Linked DNA regions of Gasterosteus aculeatus: region 2 is linked to region 1. Evidence: chromatin contacts called from public Hi-C data. All regions are on one chromosome and are shown on one strand. Each heading gives the region's core, a stretch centred on a gene start, on an enhancer-like site or on the middle of the called end of the contact. The rest is flanking DNA. Distances are from core to core; before and after follow the strand shown.

Region 1 (4,269 bases), core at 752-3,251:
CTCTGTTCTCTGTAATACGTTTACCTACATCCTGTTCTTCTTGCTTGTATTTTCTCACATATACTGTATTATGGCCCTTTCTTCTCTTCTCTCTCTCGTTACCCATTTTCTCTATCAGGCTCTTTCCTATGAACTGATTTTTATGACTTTGTTGCATTTCCATATGTTCTGTTGGGTTGGACTGTACAGGACATTCGGTTCGAGGTTTAGTCTTCTTTCTACTTCAAAATGAACTGACTGACTGATGTAGTAATTAGCGGTGAAAATGTTTTACTTTTGGGCATCAGAAGCGTTACAATTGCCATGAACTCAAACAATGCTCCATAAAAAATGCTCTGGCTTTTGTGCCAGCAGTGATTTTGTAAGAAATAAAACATTTTTTTTCTTGTTATGAAACAAGAAATTCCACTTACTTTGAAATTGAATAATTAAAAAAATGAGAATTGGGGGAATATTTAGTGAAAAGAATTCTCATCCTATTAGCATATTTCCCAAAAAACTATATTTTCATGCTAGCTCTACATACCCCTCTTCAATATAAGGGCAGCTCAAATGATCATTATTCTCTCTGTCAATGTGACATTCACGTCTCTGATCTTATGTGGTGTTGATGTCACTGAATAAGAGCAGCGGTCCATGAGTTCGTGGCGCAGAGCCATATAACACATAACAAATTCAGTGCACAGATTAAGCAATGAGCTATTAGAGACGGATACATAGGAAGACGATATGGAGGGCTGCGAGGTGGAGAGCGCTAGAGTGAGAGGCCCTTCTATGGCTCTGGGAGCACTGCAACGGATCTGATTGGTTGGTAGGTCGTGTGTCAGCTTTTGGCAACAGGTGTGATGTCTTTAAACAGGTGGGCATAACTGGGACGAGTGGCATACCGTCCTTGTGCCGCTCCTTCAATGTGCTGAGCCCCGATGGAAAGCTTAGCCTCGGCCACATGCTCCAAAGTCATATAACACCCGTGGCCTGCAGCCAATCAACAGCCAAGGCAACCACTTCCCAACCCTACATCAGACCACTAGTTCTGTTGCCCCATATGGGTGTCACCTTTACCCCGGCCCTCGTCCTCCTCTCCCAGCAGTGCCCCCCTGCTATTCTTCCAAGAATGGAAATGAATCTCTCATGCATTCAGCTGGCGGCGGTAGGTGGTAGAAATCTGTGCAAGGGAAGAAAAGTTTTCTTCCTTCTTGCATTCTCATGTGAACAGAAGAAGGCCACCGGTTCAGCTCTTGTCAGTTCGATATGATGCATCGCCGGGGCCAGAGCGAAACTACACCAAAGAAACAGCAAAAGTTTTACATCTCTCGCCTTTGCCAAAAAAGACAGCATGCTAAACCTTTTCGACCCCTTTGTTCTTTTGACTCATCCACCTCTGATGGAGCAAAGAGTGCCTGATTCACTGTGGGCCTGTTAGAAGTCAGATCTCCTGCACCGCCTTGGCTGATTTGTTTGGTGTGATTTCCTGAAGCCTGTCAAAAGATGTGAGGGACGCTTTCAAATTCAGAATTCCAGATATCCACTCTGGGGGCCAAGTGAGGAGAGGAGAGAGAAGAGGAGAGCCAGCAAACGTTGACACGCTTACAGTAGCTGCCTTGCCACGAGACGCCTCAGGATTCAAACGGTTATCTCACACACAAAAGGAGCCCTCTAAGTTCACTAAAACCACACTCGAAACAGGCCTTTGTTGTGCTGACGAGAGAGATGACTGGAGTGTTATTTGTTTTCTAAGCAGGCAGATCGCTCCCTGTCACTTTGGCTGCTGGTTGTGATGGAGGAGCTCGCACACATATCTCTTCTGTGAGGGAAGAAAAACAAATGAGAGGAAGAAGTTCGCTGAGATTAACTTATCTTAGCATCTATCTTCCTCCTTGCTCCTGCTCAGTCTCTCTTGTCTTTTTTTTTTTTCTTGACGCCAGCACCCACTCTCACACACCCACACATACACAGACTCATTCCTCTCTTTCCCCATCCCACACAAAGACACACGCACACCGGCAGACACATACGCACACTACAACATACACAGAGAGAGAGAGAGAGACCCGCGCTCTTGATCAGCATCAAATACAGGGTGTGCTAAAGTAAATTTAATTACGTCTGTCTGATATGGAGCTTCAGATGAAAGTAGGAGAGCGCAGTGTGAAGCGACGACTGCACAGACAGGAGCAGGCCCGTGATATTCCGCCTGTAGACTAATCTCCTTTATTAAAGCCAGGAGGAGAGATGGGGGGGGTGAAAGCAGGCTGGAGAAGAGGAGGGTTGGGGGGACGGAGGAGGGGGGCTTTGATGAGATCTCTAACTGTCAGGTACTGTACTTTTTTGTCTCGTCGGCGCTGTCTTTGTCTCTTTTAAAGACGAATGAACACAGCACCTACCGGTACATGCCTACTTGCTCAAACAAACACACCCTCGTGCTATCACACACGGTAATGTCCTCTGAAACGTATCCCCGTTGTTATGGTTGTCAACAATATCTAAAAAAGGACCGAGGCAGCTCTCTCCCACGTGAGCTCTCTTTGTCTGTGTCTCTCGGAGGGAGAGCGCCGCTGTTCTGCCTGTCTGCTGTTTTCTGGCCGCTTTAATGGGGGCAGGTGGCCATCAGGTGGCCAAAACAGAAACTGCCACTTTGTAGAGCACATATACCGCAGTCATGAACTCAAGTACCTCAACTGCGTTTTAGTTTTATTTCATGAAATACTGATGATTATGGTTATAAAATGTATTTTAAATTTACGGCTTTGCCTTTTCCTGTGTAATTATGTTGTTTCAAGGTCCCGTATTTTGTCATTTGGTGAAGAGCTTGATCAGTTTTTCTGTGACGTTAGTGGAAGTGATTAGGTCCGTTGTGCCACTTCAGTGTTTTGCTGCATTTTTTCTTCTTCAGAAAGCAGCCAGTGTATCCTGGTATCACCCATTTTGATTTAGGTTCAAATGAAGACTGCAAATATTAATAATTCTTCGCAAACGGACAGAATTTTTCATTGTGAAAAAATAAACTCATATGAATAAATCAATTCAGTAGTAAAAGTTTTTATGGATTCTAAAGGGTCTCCATAGTCTATCAGTATTGGTCCCTCCCAAGCTGTTCACTTGGCTCATGTTCCCCGTCCCAAAACCCTTCAACTATATTGTGCAACTGCTGTGTTTGCAGACATTGAGAAAGAAGGGCCTAAACGGCTGTGACAGCCCGGACCCCGACGCAGACGACTCGGTCGGTCACAGCCCCGAGTCCGAGGACAAGTACAGGAAAATAAACGAGGACATTGATCTGATGATCAGCAGACAGAGACTGTGTGTAAGTACCTCTTGTTAATCCCCGAACCTTCATCTCACTTTTATTTCCTCTCTTTCCCCCTTTCTCCCCCCTACGCTTTCTGTCGCTTCGTCCTCGTCTCCTCGTTTTTGGCATCTTCCTGCCACCCATCTATCTGTCCCTTCATGTGTGTCTCCCTTCGTCCGTCTTGGTGGTTGTGGGACCTGGCAGGCATTAAGCAAGAAGGAGAACAAAGGCAGCGAAAGCCCGGAGCTCGAGACTGCTCTCCTCCTCACGCCGAGCACTGAGGAGAAATACAAACAGATTAACGAGGAGTTTGATCACATGATTAAAACTCATAGGATACCTGTAAGTACTGGGTTGACGCTCCGCCGCATCCTCGGCAGGCTAACAAAATGCTGACTTGCCAGTAACTCTTGAGCTAACCCAGCTAACCACCATTGTTTGCCTCTAGAATAAATACAGAAAGTGAGACGGCAGTGAATTGATATTGTATACTTACAGTAAAAAGGATTACAGTTGTTTGATTTTGCTTGATTACAGTTGAGGAACGGTCCTCTAATTTGACACAACGGTGACCATAACTAGCAAGCATTACTTCTGTATGATTGCAGACTTTCTCCCGTGACAAATTTCAACCTTACTGGGTTCCCTCCTCAAACCCGTTACCCACAATGTCTTGCCTGGTTCCCAGGGGAGGTGTGGTCCGGGTGCGCCTTTCCTGCACCAAAACACAGTACTCAGACACCCGTAACAACAAAGGACAGGCATTGTGGCAATGAAACAGCAGCAGACATTCACAAACTCTGAAGCATACATCTCTACCTCACAAAACTCAATAATCTCCACTCCATTGGGATAATAGAAGACGAGGTCTTCAGTAGCCTAATAACATGTCTGTTAATAGACATTATATTGTGTTCATTTTACAAAGAATCTAACCTTTAGGCAGTGGCCAGAAACCACAAGATGAAGGCCGCTCTGCA
Region 2 (4,269 bases), core at 1,045-3,544, 50 kb before region 1:
ATTTAATGATAAAGCAACAGAAAATAAAAAGAAAATAAAACAGAGTGAAAGGAGTTTTCAGAGGAGAGGCAGCGCCACGTTTCCTGTTGAGCTCCTGTCGACTCTTCACTGACAGAACACGTTTGTGTTTCACCATCGGCGAAACCCACAGTGTCGTGAGCCAAAAGACGGATACGCACCCCCACCCAGACCCCCTCCCCCTTCCCTCCCCCCGCCCCCTCTCCTCGGGGACACACGCTAATATGTGCAAGAACGCACATATGTACACTAATGAGTGAATTCAATACTTGAACATACACAACATCTCAACACCTGACCAAACATTTGATCAGAACAGAATGTACTTTCAAAGTTTCCTCACTGTACTTTGGCCTTGCTGGTTCTTGTGGTCAACGCTTTGCCAGAGACTGCCATGCTGCTCGCTGCTCCCCCCCCTCCTTCAACCTGCCACCGTCGTAAAAAGACAGCCGGGATATAGTCCTCCGTCTCTTTACGTAGTCCCTCCGCAGGCCCCATTAAAAGGGAGACGGGGCTAAAAATGTCTTCTCGCCAGGCCTCTACTGGCGAGGCAGCGGAGGAGGTCTTTAGTCCAAATACACGAGGCAATAAATAAGAACGCAGCGTAACGTTCATATGTGGTTGTACATGCAAATTAGCGTCTGCTATTTGTTGTATCAAAGTCAATCATTTAGCTTTGTGTGTGTGTAGCACAGATCACATCGCTATATTAAATATTTGATCGAGACACTGAATCCCTCCCTCATCTAGGGTTGTCATAATTAAATTAACTCCCAACAACATCCATCTACTACTCCCCGCCCCAAAGACACTGAATTCCTGGCCATGAGATCATCACAAATGCCAGAGTGGGAAGACACTGATCCCTCAATGCATACGGACGCAGGTAGTCCCAGCGACCGAAGTTTCCAAAAATAAACCATTTAGTTGATTACCTGTGCCCAGAAACATGTAAACAATACAACCGGATCAATACAAAATATATTTCACTGTCATGAGAGTGTGAATTGAAATCATCAAGGGAACATCACTGTTTTATCTCCTCTCATTGTCTTTGCTTCTTTTGGAGGCATTCTGGGAAAACACTAATCTGTATTCTACTCATCTTTCCCTCAAATTATTAATCTCCACATTAGCAAAATGCGCTGATTTAAGGCGGATATATGAAACACTTATTTGGGTGTATGGTTCACGGTTGTGATGAATATGTTTTGGCATTGGGTAGATAACCATGACTAAAAAATACTTGATGGAAATACAGTTACCCTTGTGCCACCCACACAGAACTCTGATGTGAGACAGTCACAGAAGATATTGCGATTTAAGCTTGTTGAGATGTACATTCAACTGAATGCATCATTTAAATGGAAACACTACAGCTTACAGTCAGCTCAGGATGGCAGCAGCTTAGGGAAACTCAAGATGTTTTCTCTTCTGATGGGGATGTGAGATTTGTATCAGGTATTAATGAAAAACTGACATTCTGTGGGTATTGTGGTTGCTTCTGAAACTGTAGGCAGATTTTAGTCATGGATGTACTTAGTTAAATGAGCTTATAATTACCAAATTATAGGTGTGTATAGCGCTGCACCTGGTATTTTGACATTTGACAAGATGCTATCAATGCTGGTTAATCTCTACCGTTGGGTAATTTATTTATGATTCACATAGATTACAATAATTTGGGTTATGAGAGGGGTAATGGTATTTTTACAGCAGAGCTTATTTAATATGTTTTGCAGCTGTGATACCCTAGGTCATCAAATTTAAGAATAACAACCTTATAAATGAGCTCCTAATCTGCAATTGCCCATATTTCATCTCTTGGATTTACGGCCCATTTAATAAAGCACAGTGTGTTTTCTGTCAAATGTTTACTGAAAGGTTAAAGAAACATATTGAAAGTGTGTGCAAAGTATGCACACACTCATTTAGCTCTCTCAGCGAAGAATGCCGTCTGTACAGCCGTAAGTTGCGGAGTGTGTGAAGGGGGAGAGAGGGGGAGGGAAAGGGAGGGAGGGGGAGGGAGGTCTTTTTTTGCCACTGTGAAGATGGCGACATTCTTAGAGGGGCAATAATCCCGGGCATCCATATGCCCGGGCTGGCAAAGGTTGGAGGTGTGTGTGTGTGTGTGTGTGTGCGTGTGCGTGTGTGTGCGTGCTTGCAAGGGGAACGGGGTTGGAGGGGGATTGGGTGTCACTGGTCCCCCAGAAGGCTAAATTTACCGAGGAGTGATGGGGACAGGTGAAGTCAGCTGGGGCAGTGGGGTGGGGCAGTGGGGTGGGGGGGTAGTCAGACCCGGTTTCAGTTCAGACAGAGATCGGGGGGCAAACGCAACCCAAATCGGGGTTTCTATTCAAAGCCAGCTGGTCTGGCTTTATCACATGCAGGACATTGATTTCAGGCAAATTCATGTTAGTTTTGTTTTACTTTGGGTCAACTCTCCCTTTTCTTTGTCTTCCTTTTTTTTTTTACCTTTGAACTGTTTGATTAGTTGGTCATTAGTTGGTGCTGCGGGTGGCAACTTCCTGGGGAAGCAGAGAAACAGCACGGGTGAGTTTTCACAGCGCACCGATCCCCTTCCTTTTTTTTCCATCTCCTCTGGATCTCACCTGTCGAAATTTTTAGCAGAATAAGACTGATTTATTTCATTTCAGCTCCTTAATTTACACCGAAATGTTTTTTTGATGTGCTGATACCGGTTTCATTATAGCCTTTCTGGATATAGTGAAGGATCCTTTGTCATATTGACCAATACAAAAAAGACTGTACCAGTATGAACAAGGCAAATAAGACAATTAATAGTTGTTAACGTTGATTTTTTCCTGCTCTTGACGAAGTTAAAAGACACCAGAGAAGCTGAGGGAGGAGTCCCATCCCAGCAGTTGCTAATCACCTCTGTTAAGCACTTGGAAAATCACTTATTTAGACTGCTGAACGTGTGTGTGTGGGTGTGTGTGTTTTAAAAGTCTACACTTTAATTTACCAGGCAAGACAAATTGTTTCCGTCGCTAAAGTGTAACTTTATATTGTGTTTCGCTGCTTCTAATTCTTCACAGTCAGTTTAGGTTGCCGGTACTTTTAAGGGTAATTGCTTAGAACATCTCATTGCACAATCTGGAATCATCAGCAAAAAGAAAAGAGCATGACCTTAACGTGCTGTTTGCTTTAGCAATGACTCACTCCCTCAAGGTAGCTGCCTAAGTGGCAACTACGCCCTTCAGTAGCAATATGTGTCACACAGCTGTGTGTTTAAGACATGTCGGGCAAACTTTAGTAACAAAGGAGACAACTTTTGTCACGTTAAATGGACAGAAGGAGGGTTTTTTGTTTCCAGCTCTACTCTGCACTGCAGGGCACAAAACACAAGCAAATGGAATTTTATACTGCAACAAAGGCTCTGTTGGATTGACTCTGTTGGACATTTTCCTTTGACATTTGATAGGTTGACTGTAGCTCTTGGATGGAAGCAACCAGCTGAAATAGAGTAAATTAACAGATAAAAAATATTTAAAGATGTAAATTGAAAAAACAATGAGACCATTATCTGATACCTGTCCTCCTGCCATCTAGCCAAATAGACAGGACCTCAGCAACTTTGACCCAGTTTGAGAGGAACAACTCACTCCTCACGTATTAGGTGTTCTGCCCCTGAATTCCACGCCTTTGATGGTGAGCGCAGCGGAGGAAACCAGTTGTTGTCTTTCTCTGTAGGGCGGCCGGCGCTCTTACGCAGTTGCCTCCGCGCCTTTGAAGCGCTCATCCTGTCACCTCACCTCCACACTCGGCCATCAGCTCCATTGTTGCTGTTCTTTATGCCGAGTAGGGGGGTGTTTGTTAATTTCCACTGGTAATGGTCTGATACGTGAATATAGATTGAATGAAAAGTTCATAAAGGAACGGGAAGGTTCTGAGTAGTAATTTGCTGTTTGATTACTCTGTCAAACACCCGCTGACAGAAGAGCAAAGCAACAGATAGGGTCGTACTTAGTTTCCATGGTTATCTGGTGGGAAACACAGATCCAGAAGGTCTCCAGTTACCCGAGTGTGTTACTTCATAGATTGGATTTTATTTGTAAAACAAATAAGCACTGAAACCATAATGAAGCACCTTCAATTGCTATTTATTCTACTGTCGTGGCTAACAGTACCGGCACAGTCATTTCTATTTTATTTTGTCTTTAATATTTAGTTTCCACCTGCGGTCCAGCTTCTTGTATGAAAGCTCTCCTTCCATCTACCCCCCGAGCG

Evidence for each region. A called contact is a pair of places that touch in the nucleus more often than the background predicts.
Region 2: a Hi-C map of whole body shows a contact between it and region 1, with 2.0 times the contacts expected there. The contact joins the promoter of mef2cb here to the enhancer-like site in region 1. A contact is called at or near these places in 2 of 6 Hi-C or Micro-C datasets (skeletal muscle and whole body).

The regions. Positions count from the first base shown.
Region 1 is chr13:12,190,408-12,194,676 of fGasAcu3.hap1.1, reverse strand. mef2cb (myocyte enhancer factor 2cb) reads left to right here. Exons shown (of 11, transcript XM_078086783.1): 5 at 3,161-3,304. Among protein-coding and RNA genes, the nearest start is that of LOC120831200, 22 kb to the right of the region's middle. Within about 2 kb of position 2,001, at least 3 of the 9 cell types and tissues checked have open chromatin away from gene starts, as enhancers often do.
Region 2 is chr13:12,240,472-12,244,740 of fGasAcu3.hap1.1, reverse strand. It overlaps mef2cb (myocyte enhancer factor 2cb), which reads left to right and starts at 2,294. Exons shown (of 11, transcript XM_078086783.1): 1 at 2,294-2,571.